Regions from separate parts of the Hordeum vulgare genome. Here all the other regions are linked to region 1. A link is a contact called in public Hi-C data. All regions are on one chromosome and are shown on one strand. The core of a region is the stretch at or near the end of the contact, and the rest is flanking DNA. Distances in the headings are between cores, read along the strand shown.

Region 1 (4,797 bases), core at 1,065-3,564:
CAGACATCTCAACAACGTCTCCAGGTGCCACCTGATAATGGCAACATTTAGTACTTAATAATGGTCATAGGATTTCAAAAAATAGTATTTGGAAAGTTCGCTGAATATCACTCTTTATTTGTGAGCTTAGAAGCTATTGGGAACTGAATAACAGAAATCCAACTTTGTATGGAATCAACACATGAATGTAATGAAATGTGGAAAAATGCATTCATGTAAGCACAAGAGCAGACATGGTGATTTCTATGGCCTTAAGCAAAAGAGTTACTCACAGAAAAAATAGTGTCCATTTTGATTTACCTTTCTTGTCAGCTCTCCTCTGAGATGAGCAGTCAGAGAACGTGGGATGTGGCCCTTTGGTACATGCTCTGCTAGTTCTTGGAGCTTCACCTGCAAGAAAAGGTTACAGTTTTACAGTTAAGTAGGAGTCCGAATATGATTTGATTTTGACAAGTTTTTCACCATTAAATAGAGTTAGCCTTGTCCACAGGACTGTGGAGGAAGTATTACCTCCTGAAATTTAAGAAACTTTGATGCTCGCAGTTGAAGGATTAAATTCCCCTTTGCTTTGTTCAGCTTGCATCGTTGAGATGGGCATTCAAAGAGAGGCATAAAGACTCTAGCAGTCACTTCCTGTCATATTCATGTCAATAAAAATTTCAGCACTAGTTGTAGAGCTCGGTACACGCAATATTGCATTTCATTATGTGTGCTAGGATAAATACTACACAAAATTCTCCTGGGTAACACAATCTAAACTAATCTACAGGGATCTGTTACAAGGGTTTGACAAATAGGCATAACAGAAACAAGAACCTAAACCAAGATGTATTACCTGGTATATCTCAAAACCGCATTCTTCACATGTATAAACCGCCACCTGCATCAAGGGCTTCACATCCGAGCAGCGAGTGACAATTCCAGATATTTTCACAAGCTGCCCAATGTGGGATGCCTTGACTTGCCTAAGGGTGAGCGGAGTCACCTTCGAGAACGCCTTGATGTATACCTCGCTAGAATGTGAAAACCATTTCATATTAGACAAAACATAGCAGAAACACACAGTTGAATGTCCCAGAAGAAAACACTGTACAGCTGTTCCAATGGATCATTTGTAATGAACTGGGTACCTACAGGCATCTATGAGGTCACCAAACAAGTCTTTGCAAGAACACAAGATGGCAAATGTTTAGAACGTATTAAAATATTTTGTCATATAACGCGGAGATTGTTTGGGGACAATTTTGCACTAAAAGCTTCGGTCAGTTGGCGGAGCACATTTTATTTCTACATAATATACTACTCCTGGTACCTAAAGTATCTCCTTCACATTTCAGTTGTGAAATAGTTTCAGTTCTGCGATATCAGCAAATAATTTAACAGCCAGCTACTGAACTACTCCAATAACATGTCAATCATAGCCACCAGCCAAATTGGTTAAGAAGAACGGACAGAGACCTAGTTGTGCAAGAAACTTCTAGGGGCAGTATGCAGATACTCACAAGAACCGCTTGATTTCCGGCGGCATCCTCTGCAGAGGGTCATTGCCGTCAGCGCCTCCGTCAGCCCCTTCATCCACGCGCTGCGTCATCAAGATATCCCTGTCCTCGTCGACAGCGAACGCCTCCGTGGGCTCCGGCATGAGCTCGTCCACGGCCTCCGCGAATATGCCGATGTAGCGCTTGGTGTTCTCAGTGACCCTCTGCAAGAACTCCTCGTCCACATCCTTGTACTGCGCATGCAACACAACCGATATCAGATACTGAACCCGCGACAATACCTCTGTAAAAAAATAGATCTCGTCGAGGTGGGGGAATTCGTACATGGAACAGGTCGTCCAGCTCGATCTGCACGGCGCGGATCTTCCTGTTCGCGATGTCTTGCTGGAATTGGAGAGAACGGGGGTCAAATCCTTGGATTAACAACAAATCGGGGTGAAATAACTAAAAATGATCGGATCTTCAAGGCCATGTAACACAGGGTAAGAGGTGATTACCAGGATGTTCTGGTACTTGGGCTCGCCGTGCGGGCCAGCGAAGTTGGTGAGGAAGTCCTTCGCGAGCGCTGCAGAGGGGGGAGAAACGAACACCAATAAGCAACGCGGCCGTCTGAACCCTTTGTAGAAGCTTCCGAGGACGGGAGGGAAGAGCTCGCGGGAGACGGTTCCAGAGGCTTCAGGCCCGGAGGGACGTGCGGGGGTGAGAGAACGTACCTCTTTCCGCGGCGTAGTCGACGGTCTTCGTCCCGGCGGCCATGGCGGCGGCGGCGGCGGCGGCGGCGGCGGGTAGGGGAGGAAAGACGCGGGCCAGAGAATGGAGGGAAATGAGAGGGTTTGAGGGGAATGGCGGGAAGAGGGGGATAAGAGGAGGGTTTTGGCGGGAAGGGCGGGGGGCGGCGTGGCGGGAAGGCCGAGTGGCTCTTAGTGGGCCCAGATGAACTGCCCGATTTAGTAAGCTTGGGTCCAACAGCCCATTGCGTTCATCGGGCCTACTGGAGCGCCTCTACGTTGTTAATCTGGGCCCACAGGAACATTGCGGCAAACATTTCTCAGCGCAAATAAGCGACCATTTTTGAATCTACTATTTGCCGCATTTTGCGGTAAGTAGTCCAGGCTACGCACAACTTAGAACATGTCTAGTAAAGCCCTTAAACCCTCAAAAAAATCAAAAATAGTCATTTTTTATGGGTTGGGCGAAAAAAACGCGTAGACTAGAACCCCTAAACCCTTAAAAGTGTCAAAAATAGTCTGTTATAAGGGTTGGGTTTGAGGGTTTTAGTCTTTGCCTTTGTTTTTCAACCCTTAAAAGTGTTAAAATAGTCAATTCTCAACCCTTAAAACTGATTTTAGATTTAAGGGTTTTAGTTCACTACTAGACATGCTCTTAATGTGGCCACCGAGGAGATCGAGTGATCCTTCTAACTGGCCGAACCAGGCGGTTTTGCTGGTTTTGGTAACCTTCTACAAGTTTCAACCAATTTTTGTGCTTTAGACAAACTTTCATAAAGTTTCCTCAATTGATTTTTTATTTTTTACTTATTTCCTCTTTATTTTATTTTATTTTATGTTTCAGAAATGGTTTTTCAAATTCAACAATTGTTTTTTTAGAAATGTTCTATATTTCAAATAATTGTCGTTCTTCAAAAACATTCATAGCTTTAAAAAATGTTCGGCATTTTAAAAAATGTTCAGTTTTTTAAGAGAATTTTTGGTATTTTTAACAAATGTATCGCATTTTACAAAATTATTCGAAATATAAAAAAAATCAATTTCCAAATAAAGTTTGTGTTTGAAAATTGTTCTTCAATTTCTAAATATGGTCTTGTTTTAAAAAACATGTACCAAACGTAAAAAATTTGACGTTTTTCAAACTTTGTCTGTAAATTCAAAAAATATTCTGAATTTCCAAAAATTGATCTTCAAAGTCGAAAACAGAATTTGTTTTTCAAATAAGTTTAAAGTTTAAATAGTTGCCCTTTTTAATAAAATCATAATTTAAAAATTGTTCGGGATTTTTAAAAAATGTTAAGTATTTTAAAAATGTCCGCTATTTTAAGAAAAAATCGATATTTTCAAAAGATGGCTGGTAAAATATCAAGAATTTCTCAATTTTTCAATTAAGTTGATCTTCAAAAATGATCTTCCTTTTCAAAATATTCCAAATTTCGAAATATTGTCACTTTCAAACATTGTTCATGAATTCAGAAAATGTTCAAGACTTTCAAAAATGTGCAGAAAAATAGAAATTTGTTTTTGCTTCCAATTCTCTCCCTAATAATAAAGCACGCAGTGCTTCTTCCGTCCGTCGTGGTCGTTTTGTAGAAAAACCCTTAAAGTTTCCCAAAATCAACCCGCGGTCCAGATTTAAGTGAGAGACGAATCGTTTTTTTTGTTTTTACAGCAAACCCCTTGTGTTTTCCCGAAATCAATCCGCAGTACATAACACAGCGAGAGAACGAATCGTTTTCTGGATTTTTTGTAGAAACCTCCTTTAATTTTCATAAAATAAACCCGCAGTACATACTTGAGTAAAAAAACCAATCATTTTCCGTATGTTTTCGAAAACACTCCTATAGTTTTTAATTAATTAATCTGTAGTTCAATTATAAGTGCAAAATACTTTAAAAAATTATATATTTTAAACAGTAACTCCAATTTTACAATATTATATATGAAATTTTATTAGAAAAATATGTAAAATCTGAATATAATGTTAGTTTATCTATGTAATTTTTGAAAATTCTGTTTATAATGTAATTTAAATCAATAGTGATGCGCACAATCTAAATATAATATTATTTTATTTATTTAATAATTTTTAAATAATATTTATGCTGTAATTTTAATCAATAGAGTACAGTCCATTTTTTTAACAAGGCTGATCCATGTTGTTAATTAATCCATGGTCCAATTATAATTAACAAATACTATAAACAATTATATCTTTTAAACTGTAACTCTAATTTTAAATTATTACATATGAACTTCCATTCAAAAAATGGGTTGAATCGAAATCTAATGTATCTTACCTATTTAATTTTTAAATTTCTATTTATAATGTAATTTGAATCTATAGTGATGTGTATAATCTAAATATGATGTTATTTTACTTATTTAACATTTATTAAATTCTATTTATGCAGTAAGTTTAAATAAAGATCTCAAGTCATAATTATTAGGTTAAGACGTGTTGTATGGTTTGCTTCCGTTGCAACGCACGGGCTCTTTTGCTAGTAGAAAATAAAAGGGGAAAGGAAAGAAAAAACGAACCAAAAAAGAAAGGAAAATAAGGAACAGAA
Region 2 (4,797 bases), core at 1,033-3,532, 240 kb after region 1:
GTGCAAACAACACAAAACAATGAGGCCATGATATATGATTTTTCATGGCGTCCAAAGGTCACTTGGGTTAATTGCACAAAAACAAGTCAGTACAATTTTTCAAGAAGTAACCGAGTTGAGACCGGAAAAACTAAAATATGAACCAGGAACTTCCAAGATTTTGAGTTGTAGAATTAGTGGACTCAGCTATGTTAAACCAGCATGATTCACAAACAGTAAAGTACGATAAACAGGCTCTGATTCCTCAAACTGCTCAGCAAAACCTCTCTAGAGAACAGTAGTAGTTGCAAAAAGAGTCAACTCCCTGCATTTGCACCCTAGTATCATACTATTCCACCGCCCAACTTTTAAAAAAGGTATCTTAAGCTGGAGCAGGAAAAAAATGTGATACAATAAATCGTTCCATCCTCAGCATCAATCATTGCTTCTTTCAAGAACAAAAAATGCATGCAGTGTACCCTTCACCTAACCTGCCACTCATGCACAGAGGACACAGCGGTCGTAGTCAATAAAGCATAAATGAGGCAAAGCAATTAGTTGGGAGGAACTTCCTTATCACCCATCATCAGATTAACCATAAATTATCAACATCCTAGCAAATGCAACAAGCACCACTCAAATTATGCATTGTTTCATACGAAGCACTCGGCCAAAAGAAGATGGACAATAACATTAGGCATGTAGAAGGCAGCATCATAATTGTAACAACAGGTCATTTTCTTCAACAAAATACATATTTCAAGAGTTATGAACTCCTAAGATCAGTCAAGAAGCAGATTCACTCAAATGCAAGAAATCACAGAGAAAATAAACAAATCTTTTCCAGTAAATAAAGTACCCACAGAAAAGGAAATACATTGTATACTTGATCAGATCTATGATAAGTTTGCACTTGGGGTGACTTACTTTGAACATAGCCATCTTTATCAATAAAAGAACTTTTCCGCTTTGGGATACTGAAAGGACATGAATCTAGCTAACATATACTATTGAATATAAGCCAAACCAAGTAATCAAAATAGATGAGTTCTACCAACACGGCAATATGATTGTGCTGATACTTCCATTAAGGAACCCATATCGCCACACCAGCTGAAACCCCACTCACATAGACCAATGACATTTTATAGAGCACCATATCAACAGGTTATTTCCAATGCTGATAACCCACAAAACATATAATGTTACTGCTGATAGCACGACAGTTGCACATATGAAAACATATGCAGATATAAGACAGTGCCTATGACAGATGAAAAATCTCATAAGAGTTTGCTGACATGAAATGAGAAGACAATGTACAATTGTGATGTGCTAAGTGTAGCGGAGAGAAATTATAGGTGCTCTAAAATTATCAACTAACTAGAATCATCAAGACAGCGCACATTCACGCAACACCACTCATTCATGTGCATGGCAAAGTCGAAGATATATATCTGGAACTACACAAGTCACACCACGATCACTGAGCATGATGCAGGTTGCTGAGCAAATAGATGACAAAGTTCATAAACGATCCGGGATGTTAGAAGCTACGACAGTGCATAGATGGTATATCTAACTTCATATGTGGAATAGACGATGACACACTAGTTAACATACATAATGTGCTAGCCAGGGATTGCACCGAGCCAAACCATCCAGAGGCAGCAGCGATGGCACCACGCCAAAGGATACCTCCTAATTCCCAGATATATCATCTGATACATACATATTCACATCTCATTGGAGCGAACGATGTTTCTTTCTTAGCCACCATTTCCCAATCCAAACCGCATATAGGCCTATGAACAAAAACATCGCCAAAAGATAGCATCGGATGGGGACAACGCACGCCATGGTTACGAACACATGCCGTATTCACACGAAGAAAAAATACCCCCCACCCCCCCCCCCCCCACGCGCAAATCAGACGCATCCTGCTCCCCTAGATCATCGCGTGCCATCCCAAATTTCTAGTTCGCCGGCCGATGCCGTCAACAGCACCACCAGCGAAATGGATGACCGAGGCACCGAGCGACCAGATCTGGAACGGTTCCTAACGATTTAGAGGGGGAAACCTAGGATCGGATCAGCGAGAAGGTCGCGTAGGAATCGATTCGTGCGTCAGGACACGGAAACCCGAGGGATCGATTGAATGGAGCAGGTTCGAGCGGCGTGGGAAGAGGGGTCTGACCTTGCCGCCGCCGGAGGAGAAGAGGGAGAAAGACGCCTGCGCCGCCGGAGGAGGAGAGGGAGAGAGAGGCCGATTTGTTACGGGGAACGGCGTTTTTGCGGAAACGCCCATTTAAGGGCTGAGATTCGCGGACGGGCCCGGTCCACACGGGTGGTCTGAGCGAGTGGATGGATGGCCCTTCGTCTATTTTCTCCCTCTGTTCCATAATATAAGTCTTTTTAGAGATTCCACTAGAAGACTACATATTGATGCATATAGACATACTTTAGAGTGTAGATTCACTCATTTTGCTTCGTATGTAGTCCCCTGATGAAATCGTTTAAAAGACTTATATTTAGGAACGGAGGGAGTATGTTGTTATTTTTCACCGAGCAACCGACCGGAACACTGCCTTTTCATCAGTTAGAATTAGAAAGAATAAAACTATGTACAAATGGGATATTTATGGAAAAGATATATGTTGAAAAACTCCCAGAAAAAAAAACAATCCCAAGCTAACTACTCCCTCTGTTTCTAAAAATAAGTCTTTTTAGAGATTTCATTAGGGACTACATACGAAATAAAATGAGTGAATCTACACTTTAAAGAATATCTATATACATCCGACTTATATTTAGAAACGGAGGGAGTACTCATGATTCATGAAGATGGAATACTCTAGGTCGGAAGGACGTGCCCTGGTGTTTGTTATCCTCAAAAGTAAGATGCTTCACCTTAAGTCCTTAATGTGTGTTAAACTTGTCACGTTTAAAACCTGTTGATTTCGTTTTTCATGCGTTTCACATGATGTCCATTCCGCCTCTTCTTGTGCTTATTGTCAATGTACCACAAAAGTACCGCCCCCACCAAACGTTGTGGTTCAACGCCTCAGTCAGAGGAATGTGGTCGTCGGTCCAAGAAAGGACCAAGTGGTGGACAATAGTGATGAAGGGGCAAAAGGCAAAGCACAATTTGAACCGTCCGCAAAGCAGAGTTGACAGATAGGCTCATGGAGCCAACCTTGTTGCTCAAGTCGGTCGGCGGTCAGAATTTTTGTGTGAAGTACAAGCCATTTGGCTTTTCTAGATTTCGTAGGACACCTATTGATGTTAAAATAAATCAAACATATCACGCAATGGGCATTTGGTCTAGTGGTATGATTCTCGCTTAGGGTGCGAGAGGTCCCGAGTTCAATTCTCGGAATGCCCCCAATTGTTTTTATATTTTTTAGCCATCGTAACACAGCTCCTTCAGATTTACGAAAGTGAGAATTGTTTGTGTCTTTTGTTTCTCGCTTCCACAAACACCAATTCACCAGGCTTTACAGAAAGAAAACTCACCAGGAAAAATAAAACTGTCTTTGTTTGCTGTCTTTCTATATGTATCTGTATAATATCTACTTAGAAATCATCCGGTAACATCACTAGTTCAGTACATCTCAACGGTGTAGTAAAACAAACTGGTGCAGTACACGATAATCTTTTACGCACAGAGCTATGTGTAACTATTTTGTAACTCGCTTATTGGACCGACAAACAAATTTGCATCACCGGGACTGGCCGTCCTCTCTTATTCTGAAGGTGCATGAACGAATGCGGCTGCGAAAAAAAGGAGCAAATCAAGCGCTCCCGCGGACAGCTTTGTAGCACTCTAGGCTGCAGAGGGGGAGCTTCAGCTTCGAGTCCCTGTACCGGTACGCGTTCGTGCAAGACGGTCCGGCGCACTTCTCACGCGGCGGAGGGTAGCTGGGTGGTGGAAGGCAAAAGTGAGACGATGTAATCTGTGGCGCACATTTGGTGCGGCTGATTTCTCGAACATGGGGAGGAATTGCAAGTATTGGTTACCTGCAGGGTTTGGAGTTGAAGATACTTGGGAGGCCTACATCTTCAGGGAACGTAACCACCGTGCCTGTGGGCCCCATGACCCACCGGATAGAGCTCCTGGCAAGTTCTTGCGCTCTGGCTGCCTTCTCCTGAGTAAAAAGGAATGACACTGTCAGAAGATAATTCAGAAGATGATGGTAGTAGAGACGCGAGTGTCATGGGCATGATCAAATGATGCAATGAACCTTCTCCTCTCGCTCCTTTTGCTTCCTCTCTTCTTTCTTCTTCTCGGTGTCCAGGCCCAGTATTTTCCTTATAGCTTCAGCCTGCAGTTAACACTTTTGAGAACTCCTAGGAACTCAACCTATTCCAGGAAGTTTAAAAGAGAGTAAGCAAATGTTTCTCCAACCTCGCTTTCTTTAGTGGCTTTCTCCACTTGCATCTTGCGCCGCTGAGCAGCCTCCGCCTTCTTCGCCAGCATCTCTGCATCAGAGAGCTTTTCCTTCTTGCCTGGAGCCACAGAAAAATGTTTCAAATTAAATCAGCGCAAGACTTCAGTCAAGTTACAACAGGCAACAAGGTAGTATGTACTTCTTGACGAAGCTGCCGGTAAACCATCGGGGAACTCAATGGTACTGTTGCTGTTCCCATCCATCCATGATTGAAGAGCTCGGCGACGTGTTGTGAGAGGTTCACTCTTAACACTGGCAGACAATTCAGTGACTGCCTTCTGCTTCTTGTTTTCAGCTTCAAGTTCGTTATCAGAGGCCAACTCCTCTTCTGCATTATCCTCATCAGCATCAGTAGAATCTCTTGACC
Region 3 (4,797 bases), core at 979-3,478, 140 kb after region 1:
ACAGGTCCGTTTTGCGAGGTCTCCTCGGCCGCTGTCCACGCCGCCCGCAAAAGCATTTTTTCGCAAACTGTAGACAACTTTTACGAATCGACGATATATGGGGTCTTGCAGAGATACTTTTAAGGGATGCAGTTATATGGCAAACTCGTGTATCCATGTCCGTAGAATTGTGTGGTCCACGGACGGATAGGATGATCGGGTCGACACCCTAAAGATATTTTCACCATCACATGGCTGATGCGGCAGCTACCTCCAATCAAAAAAAGGAAAACAAAGAATCCTGCAGCTTTTTAGTTCGCAGCCCACGTTTTGTCAACTACATTGGTCCAATTCAATTTTCTTTACACATACAATAAGGCTGGTCATAATGAGAGTACCATAGCTACTACTCCCTCCTTTCCGGTTTATAGGGCTCAAATCTGAAATCTCATCAACCAAGGTAAATTGTGAGTGGATGACACTAGTTTAAACTAGCCAATGAAATATTTTTCACATATGCAATTTCCAAGGCAATAAATGTAGCATCCATTCTTTCATTGGACTTGTATGGTGAATGTAGAAAACGATGCATGCATAGCCACTCATCTTCTTTCTCTAAACTCTATGAATTAAATATGGCTTGAGACTCAAAGCACTTTAACTCACTTAGACTCAAAATGAGCCTAATATAATGGAAATCTGAAAATTTTGAGATGAGCCCTACAAACCGAAAATGAGGGAGTATCATGCATGTCAACTAAGCAATTTTGATGATGTGACATAGAATTAAATGAAGAAAGTGAGGGTTGAGTATCATATCATGATACCGTATCATATTAAATGTTGTGCTACTATGTGTCATGCATGACAGTAAATGACCTATCATATGATACTACGCATTACGGGTGTACTCGAGGAGCACCGCCGTCGCCCCATGCTCCGGGCAGGGGAGCCGCGCGCGGGGGGCGGGGGGGGGGGCTGAAGGTCCCGTCGCCGCCAGCACCACCCGAGCCTGCGTCGGTAGCGCCCGCCAGCGACGGCGGGGAGGAATGAGGGAGGAGGACGGCCGAAGGGGAGGGGGGTCGCGCGCCACCCTGGCCACCTCCCGAGGAGGCGGCGCAGGGACGGATCCGGGAGGAAGGAGAGGCGCGGGGGGAGGAGGGGGTGGCGGGGCGGCCGGCGGCCGACGGCGACGAGAGGGACCTAGCCACCTAGGGGAGCCGACGGCGACGGTGGAGGAGAGGGGGGAACCCTAGGAGGAGCGGAGCCAAGCTACATTGTGCTTATTCTAAGAAGATAAGCCTCCTAAAGATATTTCCACCATCACATGGCTGATGTTGCAGCTACCTCCAATCAAAGAAAGGATACTAAGAATCCAGCAGCTTTTTAGTTTGCAGCCCACGTTTTGTCAACTACATTGGTCCAATTCATTTTTCTTAACACATACAATAAGGCTCGTGGGATGTGTGTTGACTTGGGAATGGCTCACTTGGAGGTTCACCATCACAATCAAAACACCACCGGCGGCAAAAGCCAAAAAAAGCAAATTATACGTACTGAAATTTCAAGACCACCGGCGCTGCATCCATGAGAGAAAAACAGTTGCTTTTACGTGAGAGAAAAACATGTGCTAGGAGCAGATTTATCATCTGTGTGATAACGGGTGCATGTCTCCGGACGGATAGTTCGATCGGACTCTCCATAATTTTTAACATTTACGCACAGCACAGGATAATTTATCACAAGGATGCACCGCTTGGAAAACGTAGCTCCGTACATAGGACGATGGGTCCGGAAATAACAGTCTGCATGGAACATTTTTTTCCTGTGAAACAAAATTTTGTTTTTCGAGAAACACTGCATGGAACATAAATATATTTTTTGAGACGAGCATGAAACATTTTTCTTTTGAGATTAACATTTATTTTTTTGAGTTTTTGAGATCAGTTTTATTTTTAGACAATTGAGATCAGCATAAATGAATGTAGAACGGGAGCGTGCCCTCGAAAAGAAAAAAAGGACAGGAGCAGCCCGTGTGTGTGTTTCCAGCTCGCTTTGTATAGCTTGGCCGACTCCTAGCAAAACAGATATTGGGCTGACAAGATGAAGATCCAGGTTTCACCTAGATTCGGCCCACTTGCTGTTTGGTGCGATTCCGCGGTTCCTGGCGCGTGTGGAACGCAGCACAGCACGGCAGTTTAGTACCACCTCGCCTAGCGAGGGATGCCCGGACCTGTTTATAAGGCTGAGCGTTGCACCATAATCGTCCCTTCATCCCATAAAATTGGAACGATACAGAGAAGATTAGCATGCCCCTGCGCAAGGACGACACGCACAAATTGAGAAATGGTCCAAAAATTTTCGAGATTTTGCGCCCTGGCCCCGGTTTCTTGCCGATAGGCCCAAGGAATTTTTCTCGTTTGTGCTTTCCGAACTCGTTTATCTTACAAATGGGTCCTTCCGCTTGTCCCTTCAGGACGGTGATTTGCTTTTGTGCTTGCACATTTCCCGGTTACGTCCTTGTCTGTGCTTTTCATTTGATATCACCCCTTGTTATGCTTGCGCATTTTGCAGTTACATCCTTATACATCGTTTCCAGCCGGCATGCAGACTGGTGTTACTCGCCAGCGTGGTAAGAGCGATAGTTACTACACTCAACGTTCCTATGCTTGATCCCTGTTATTTCCTTATCTTCCCATGGATACTGTTATTGCTTTTAGATTTAAAAATATTTGTGTTTATGATGATATGGATATAATCTATATTTCATTCTCGTAGTATATTCACCAATTGTACAATGTGTAAATACCTAGCTTATTTTTTGTGGATAAAAGTAATTACCTTCCGTACATCCATTATGTCCACTTTTTTTGTTCACCATCTATATAATTTGCCAATGTCCACCTTTTTTTGTTCATGATCTATAATTTGTCCACACGTGTGAATTGATGTCACGAAAAACGTCGTGGAGGACGGACACTAGGCAAATCTTTATTTTTTGATAAAAAAACAATATTTTTCATAGCTTGAAAAACTGAAAAAAATAAGTGTACATATACATTTAGACGTGTTTCAAAGTGATCGGACCCTTCTCCGGGCCCTACGCAAACGGAAGCTACATGCACCTCGCTATCCTTTTTATATATTTAGATATGTAGTATGTACGCTTGCAAATTTTACCGTGTACATTTTCATATCGGGTGTGTGCAAAAGAGACAAATATATGGATTAAAATGAGCCAACATTTTGTTCTTTTGGGCGGGATTTTCTCATTTTGTGTAGCATACGAATCTTCTAGTTCTTTGATGAGATTTTATTCTCTAAAAATGCAGTTTTATAGCCTTTGTGACATTTTTGAAACCTCTACATGCAAACGTACATTTTTTGGAAACTTTAAATAGCCTTCATGATATTTTTAAAGACCGGGTTCACTGGCGTCCAAATAGCCAAAGACCTCACTCATATAGACTCACCCATACCTATCCTTATGCTATGTTGAAATGGTTCTCTTGCATACAAGCAATTAATTCGTTCTTTTCCTCCTCTCACTCTCAAGACTTAGCTGATGCCGGCTCATCTTCCCCTACTTACTAGCGACGCACGATCCCTCCTCTTCCCTTTGTTCGTTGCTCGGACGACCGGATGGGGAGGTGACTCCATGACTTTGGTCTTGAGGTCTTAGGGTTAGAAATAAATTCATAGTTTTCTCCTACGAGCGGTGGCGAGACAATGACGTCATTGTCGGTGTGGAATAAAGTCTCCCCACCTCGTCCTCGTTTGAGTGCTTTTCTTTGTATCACCAAAAGGCATATGAAGGATCGTGTGTCCCTAGATTTGTATTTTTGGGTCTGGTTTTTTCCTTCTGCGTGTCTCTTTTGGTGGCGTTATCCTAGGTGCAGACAACGTGGTTGTAAGTTGTGGTTCTCTCGCTCTAGTCTTGACCGACAAAGATTGGCTAACCTCGGTATAGCCGGGGAGCGTGTGAGATTAGTATTCCTCGACTCTGTATGGCCGCATTTGAGGGTGTTTTGCATGCCCTCTCCCGTGGTTTCTTCTCCGCGAAAACGATTTTCTATGTAGATTGCAATCACTAGCTTATTATGATCCACATTGATTACTTCCCAACCGCTGCTTTTACAAGCTTATGGGTTTCAACAACTTTGCTCCGCTCAGATGGAGGCCCAAATGCGACAACGAGCTTTAGTCATGTCGTGTCGCCGATGGATGCACGAGGAAGAAGACTTCGGCACCTCCCAAAATTTAATGTATATTTTATTTTCTGCAAGTGATACGTTCCTCCTAGTGAGCTATCTCTTCATAATCAACAAATTGGTTTCTTTAGAGGGATTTTTTGTGTATGAAAAATATGCCAAATGATAATTGTTGTCTCACTACTTCTTGTTATTAATTTCTAACTGAAGGTCAGTTTTGTGCCTAGCAGAAAAAAGTACTCCAACATTTAACTGGGACGCGCTTGATTGGTCGCATGCACTTTGCATATTTGACCTACTAGGGCCTCGTTGAGCATATGAAGGCAAAAAATCATCATGCGCGTGTTGATTGGTTGCGTGCATATACTTTTCTTGCATTATAGTGACGCCTCTTCGCTCCATGGTTGGTTGCTCATATTGTATGTCGTCACACGAGTGGACGTTGTTTGATTTCATACAAGCATAGAGTTGTGCTCACCTTGTATCCTACTTGGTGAGCTTACCCACTACTACTACACTTTACACACGATCACATCGAGCACACCAGTACCACAACACTACAATGGAGACGAACTGGACAAAGATGATGAAGTTCTTCAACCTAAAC

Evidence for each region. A called contact is a pair of places that touch in the nucleus more often than the background predicts.
Region 2: a Hi-C map of leaf shows a contact between it and region 1, with 5 times the contacts expected there. The contact joins the promoter of LOC123396057 here to the promoter of LOC123452333 in region 1. A contact is called at or near these places in 3 of 6 Hi-C or Micro-C datasets (leaf and seedling) and 1 of 1 datasets of contacts at active chromatin or transcription factors (embryo).
Region 3: a Hi-C map of leaf shows a contact between it and region 1, with 3 times the contacts expected there. The contact joins the enhancer-like site here to the promoter of LOC123452333 in region 1. A contact is called at or near these places in 2 of 6 Hi-C or Micro-C datasets (leaf and seedling).

The regions. Positions count from the first base shown.
Region 1 is chr5H:106,560,605-106,565,401 of MorexV3_pseudomolecules_assembly, reverse strand. LOC123452333 (DNA replication licensing factor MCM7) reads right to left here and starts at 2,314. Exons shown (of 15, transcript XM_045128974.1): 1 at 2,213-2,314; 2 at 1,997-2,064; 3 at 1,824-1,883; 4 at 1,503-1,732; 5 at 836-1,013; 6 at 511-633; 7 at 301-390; 8 at 1-31. The coding sequence starts at 2,255.
Region 2 is chr5H:106,319,390-106,324,186 of MorexV3_pseudomolecules_assembly, reverse strand. It overlaps LOC123396057 (cytochrome c oxidase subunit 5C), which reads right to left and starts at 2,282. Exons shown (of 2, transcript XM_045091089.1): 1 at 2,177-2,282. It overlaps LOC123395343 (eukaryotic translation initiation factor 5B-like), which reads right to left. Exons shown (of 7, transcript XM_045090338.1): 3 at 4,570-4,797; 4 at 4,388-4,488; 5 at 4,224-4,304; 6 at 4,000-4,127; 7 at 3,501-3,900. The coding sequence ends at 3,774. It overlaps TRNAP-AGG (a tRNA gene), which reads left to right and starts at 3,293; the gene lies at 3,293-3,364.
Region 3 is chr5H:106,419,377-106,424,173 of MorexV3_pseudomolecules_assembly, reverse strand. It overlaps the pseudogene LOC123400479. Among protein-coding and RNA genes, the nearest start is that of LOC123396056, 95 kb to the right of the region's middle. Within about 2 kb of position 2,228, at least 3 of the 3 cell types and tissues checked have open chromatin away from gene starts, as enhancers often do. A contact at or near this core is called in leaf and seedling, where this site is marked.